Regions from separate parts of the Anas platyrhynchos genome. Here region 1 is linked to region 2. Evidence: chromatin contacts called from public Hi-C data. All regions are on one chromosome and are shown on one strand. The core of a region is the stretch at or near the end of the contact, and the rest is flanking DNA. Distances in the headings are between cores, read along the strand shown.

Region 1 (2,763 bases), core at 90-2,589, 260 kb before region 2:
TATATATAACATCAAAAAGTAATGAAAAAACAAAAAACAAAAAACAAAAAAAAACACACAAAAACAAAAAAAGCTCCCAGATATCTGTGAATTTATGTATCCCTAAGACACTTTCATACTTGATTTTCTAATCTAGAGTTTTAGGTACATAGAACATATTTCCCTAACATCACCTGACCACAATCCTTTTTTTTTTTTTTTTTTTTTTTTTTTTTTTTTTTTTCCTCTAGGTCCTATTCCTGAATGTGTTTTTGCAGTGCAATTACTTAACCCAGGAAAGTAGAACCAGAAGGTTACCTTCCACCATAAGAGTCATGTTGTTGTGAGGGGTCACGGTCACTGATAGGGGCTTGCATCAGATAGTGACACCTATTTAAAGAGAGGAACCCTTGTGCTTTTTTAATATAAAACATATATACAAATAACTAAAACATTGTGAGAAAACATTGGAAGCTTTATTTGAAATTTCACTTAGACTATTCAAAAACAAAGCAAGGATCAAAACTTGAGGTTTGAGGTAAACTTTTGGGTGTTCACCCTGAAATACCTCTGATTTAGTTCACAGAGGTCACAAGAATCCAGAACAACCCATGAATCCCATAGGGCACCAAGTATTTCTAAAGATCCAATTCATTTATCCTGTGCAGCCCACAAGAAATCCATTTTTTCTAAGGCTTTCCTGCTTCATTGTAGGCTTGCAACCTCTGTAACAAACATCCCAGGAAACTCATTTATTAATTATTTATTTATTTGTTTATGTATTTATTGCTCTTGCCCTCTAAACTCAGTGTTGTCAGCCCAGCCAGATCTACAAAATGGTGAAAGAGGTCACCTTTGATAGGTATAATGATATCACTGGCAAGGGCAAATGCTCAGCACTCAAAATTAAGAGAGCTAAGAACATACCAGTTACTCCGATTCTCTTAATAAATAACTGCTCTGTTTTATATCAGTATATGAGAAAGGTTAGTCCTTACTGACTTCAGTGCAGATGGCCTCAAAGAAATCAACAAGTACTCTCAACCTTCAACTCATAAAAGCCAAAAGTAGAATCTAGTCTTAATTTTATTTTTTTTCTTTGGAGACCTCAGGTGACTGTTTTGTCCTTCTTACAGTGAAGATCATTTAAGTTTCTAGTTCATTTTATTCTCATGCAGCACACAGGACTTCCCCTACTGGCTCCGCATAATCTGAAATAGGAAACAATAAGCTGGCAGTAATTCTCTGTATTTTCCTCCAGCTCCCAAAATCCTCTGTTTTCAACAGATTCTGGGAATCTCCATTCCCTATTGTCAAGATTGAGAAATTAGCATTGAGATGCTGGGTGGAGGAATAGTTTCATAAGTACCTCTTTGGTGCTAAGAAATGAAATTGGTTGCCAGCTTTCAGACAAGGAGGAAAAGGGAAGTAGTGGTTTGTGGGAGCCAAAAATGTCAGAACAATGTGAAGAACGTGTTACTTCATATTTAGGACTTTTCCAGTCCTGCATGAAAATGGGGAGAAAGGTAGGTGGGAGGGGAGATGGGAAAGAGAAACTGTAAAATATATGTATTTTTTTTTCAGTAATTTTCTGGCTGACATGGACAAACGAGACGCAGATAAGATTTTTCTTTAGCCTTCACTACCCTATTTTATTCTCAATCCTCACCATTGAGAGTTAGCCAAGTTACATGCTTCCTAATGAGTATCTGATGTGTTCATGTAAAAACAAGAAGACAGTTCCAAAGAAAGCCTTAGGTTAGACACACTTCTTCACACATTTGGGAAAGAGTGGAAAAAAAAACAGGAGAAGAAAAAATGAGTGGAAATACAGATCTACATGTTGCCACTAAGTCCTGTCTCCCACAGGAAGTGAACCAAATGAAAACACAACAAAAATATTTTTAGAAAACCGTTCTCATGTTATTGATGATATGACCCAAGTCATGATGCAGGACAGTTCTAAGCAAGGCCCATTTCCTGCTATCCCATCTCCATGCTGCCTGACTCCCTCTGTCTTTTGGCCTTAGGTCAGGGTGTCTCCAGGGCCTTATGAACTGCATTTTATTTTGAGAAAGTTTGGTTTTCCCGGAAGAATCACAAGGGGAATGCTGAGATATAACAGCAAAACCCATCTGACCTACATGGATTTCTAAGCATGCCTGGAGATTTTAACCTTTTCTTTGCCTGTGCCAATGTAAAAGAGAAAGAGAAGTGCAGAAGGAAAAAAAAAAAGTTTTCTAACCAACTCATGTTCCTCTGCTAGAAGGAAGAATTTGTGCTCTGTTTCATTTATTCCCTTCCTTTTAGCAGGCAGAATCCCTTTTTAATAAACTTCCTTAGCAATTTGTTACCTTCACTGAATTTCCCAATACAGCCACAAGGCCAGTGTTTCTTTCAAAAGAAAAATATATATATATATAACAATGCAACTTTTAAAAAGACAAATATATGTGTGTATATATATATATATATACATATATATATATAGGCTAGGAGAGGTTTTCATCTAACTGAAAACTCACTTTTGTAGATAAGCCACTAATTTGAAGGTTTGCCTTGAAATCAAGAGAGAAGTTCTATCAAGAGTTACCAATTGAATTGTGCTTCGTACTGATATGCAGTCTGATTAAAAGCAGAGGTATAATTGGAAAATGAGTTATTTAAGGTTGAGATCTGATTAAAAATATTAGACACTACAAAATCTGGAAAAATCTGGTCATTACTGGACTCTGTGCAGATATTAGAATGAAATTCTAATCGAAAGTCCCTCAAGGAAGGAAA
Region 2 (2,842 bases), core at 326-2,825:
TGATAAGTAACCAATACAACTATCTTTGAAGACACAGGATACAGATAATTTGCATGAGAAGCTGCTGGAAAGAGAATTTAAGAGAAAGTATCTTAAATCAGTCATCTTAAATCAGTATTTAAGTCTCCCAGTGTAGGGATCACCGCTTACATGATTTCCCAAAAGCACACTTATGGCTTTTTGCCTACAGTACTATTCCCAGAGTTACTAGATCAGGATACCCATTTCCACTTTCAAAGGAAGGAAAGAGGAAGAGAAGGAAGTCAAGTTATACAACTTAGTGAAACAAGTGTAGGAAAACTAAAAATAAGGTATACCTATAGAGAAAATTTCATGCATTTTAAGTATTCTGGGGCTCCAGTCTCAATGAAACCACTGAGTATGTTGACATCAAGCATGCTAGTCTAAAGTATCAAGTGAATTGAGACCAAACCTCTAGTAAAAAATTTTAATGAGTTTAAATGTTTGCATTAAAGAGCAATGACTGGAGACATTACTCCTGATAACGTCAACTTTCTTCTGTCCAGAATTGGAGGAATGTCAGCATTTCCCCTTCCATCTCTGCTTTAAGAAGCACTTGAGGTCTCAGCCTGTCTGCTGTTGAGAAGTAGGACACCTTCAAGTAATTCATGCTTACAAAAAAAAAAAAAATCACACAAGCTTCTAAAAACAATGACTCCATATAAACTACAGGACAAGAAAACATTCTCTTGAGCAGCTGACAAAACAGGTGGCTCTCCGAACACACGGGTGCAAATTTACCAGTACTCTTCACATTAAGTGAAAGAGCAGAGCCAACACATTGAGAAAAACAAAGTCTAGCCACTCAGCAACAGTGGTATGACAGCAGGTCAGAAAAAACAAGTAATCAGGAGGTGACAATCATTTTATGCCACCACCCTGAGACTACACAAACACAAAGTTTTTGCAGTGACCTGTTCTTGTTTTGGTTAGACCAAGCACTTGGTTTAGCTGTAGATCAGCTGTTTCAGAAGGAAATGGGGCAAGAAACAGATAAACCCTTGCAAGAAGCTCCTTGTTTTGTATTGAACCATCAGTTCATCAAGAAAGTCACATACTCAGCCAGTTGAATAGATCCCTGTATACAAGGGTAAATTCATGTGTTATAGGGAGTAGGATCCCAGACCTACATCACAGCACCAAGGAGCATCTACAGTTTTGTAACCACGCACAATGGGAAAGTCCATTTACTAGGCACAAACATTTTCCTCAAGGACTTTGGTTTGCAAAACAAGCAGCCAAGTTGTCTGAGATCTTATTTTCATGGTTCTTAAACACGGATTTTAACAACATACACATCACCACCTATCCACCAAAAATCTGGCCCTAGGAAGCGTTCTGCCCACCTCTCATTCAGCCTCCCAGACTAAACCATCCAGATTTAAACAAAGCAGATGAAGTCATACAGGAGAATTTAGGCAAACCACAATGCAGTCAGCTGCCTGGATATTTAAAGGTTTCCTCTAAATCTGGATTAAATAAAAGTGGCTGTTGCTACACAGACTCAGAAATGCATTTTACCTTTGTGGCAAACACAGCGACCACACCAGAGACAACCAGTATGGATGTACAAATAAGAAGTACAGCCTGGGATAAACAAGCTGTGGCAAGAATGTTGGCTTTCTCACTGGGATTTTTCCTCCTGTGGAAGCATTGCCTCACAGGCAGAAGGCTGGAGTTTTGGGTTGAGACATGAAAATCCTAAAGAGCCAATAGTGTCCTGCTGCTTTATTTCAGCATTGTTACTCTATTTGTATAGCACTTTTCTCCAGCCAGAGAGATATTGATCAGGCTTGACACAAGCCCCTCAGTTTGCAAGCAAAATGCCTGGAGGACACCCCCAGCAGGCTAGGAAGACAGTAAGAGATCACATCTTACACTCTGGCCCTTCCAAGAGCAAGCTAAACTGCTATCTGGTTACTTCATGTGCTTTAACTATAGCACAGTGACCTTTTCCTGCATTTCATTTGACCTGGCCTGTGTTACAACTGCATCCAATCTCATACATGAAGGAGAGTGAAGTGAGGACAAGAACTCAACTGCTGACTATGAGGTGCCACAGGAAATGAGACCATTGAAGCAGCAACACTCTTCCCTCTAGTGTAATACTGATGCTTAAGTATTCTTCAGCAGGGCTGAGTCTGTGCTGCTGGAAGCAGATTTTCCCCTAGAGAGGTTTAATCATCCCTAAGAAAGTAATCATGAGAATACAGACATTACCAAAGTACTCAGAGCCTTCTTTAGGAGGCCAGATAAAATGCTGACTGGTCAGCCACCTTCTTCAAGTGGGCTTTCTCCATGTTCTTTTGAGCACCTCTGAAGCATCGGTTCTTTATTAGCTGTACAGCAGGAAGCAATTAGGTACAGGACGATAAGAATTTGCTACAGCACTTAAAGATTTTTCAGAGTCACATTTAGAACTATTCCATCTCACTTAAACTTCATTTAACTGATCTGGATGATCAAACAGGCTGCTACTTCTCTTCAAGGTGTGAAATACACAGGGGGGGACTTTGACTGGTAGACAGTCCTTCAGTATTATCTTCACAGGTCTACTACAAAGTACATTTCTCCACAAATCTCAAGCTTAAAAGTTCACTTTTATCTGGTAGCTCTGAAGTACTGGCACCCTGGCAAGTCCTGCAGAGACAAACCCCGTGGGGCTTAGTTTTCAGCACCTACAGCCAAATCCTACAAGAGATGGTTCAGCTTCTCCCTCCCTCTCCCATATTCTTCCCACATCTTCCTCCCATTCTTATGGTCAGAGCAACAAAAAAAGCCAATATAGTTTGAAGAGCTGGTCAAAGACCTTGACTGGCTG

The links. A called contact is a pair of places that touch in the nucleus more often than the background predicts.
Region 1: a Hi-C map of skeletal muscle shows a contact between it and region 2, with 2.6 times the contacts expected there. The contact joins two enhancer-like sites. A contact is called at or near these places in 3 of 8 Hi-C or Micro-C datasets (liver, skeletal muscle and subcutaneous adipose tissue).

What each region holds. Positions count from the first base shown.
Region 1 is chr1:65,898,112-65,900,874 of IASCAAS_PekinDuck_T2T, reverse strand. All of the region lies in intron 7 of CALD1 (caldesmon 1), which reads right to left. Among named protein-coding and RNA genes, the nearest start is that of CALD1, 230 kb to the right of the region's middle. Within about 2 kb of position 1,339, at least 1 of the 8 cell types and tissues checked has an H3K27ac peak or open chromatin away from gene starts, as enhancers often do.
Region 2 is chr1:65,641,239-65,644,080 of IASCAAS_PekinDuck_T2T, reverse strand. All of the region lies in intron 2 of BPGM (bisphosphoglycerate mutase), which reads right to left. Among named protein-coding and RNA genes, the nearest start is that of BPGM, 11 kb to the right of the region's middle. Within about 2 kb of position 1,575, at least 2 of the 8 cell types and tissues checked have an H3K27ac peak or open chromatin away from gene starts, as enhancers often do.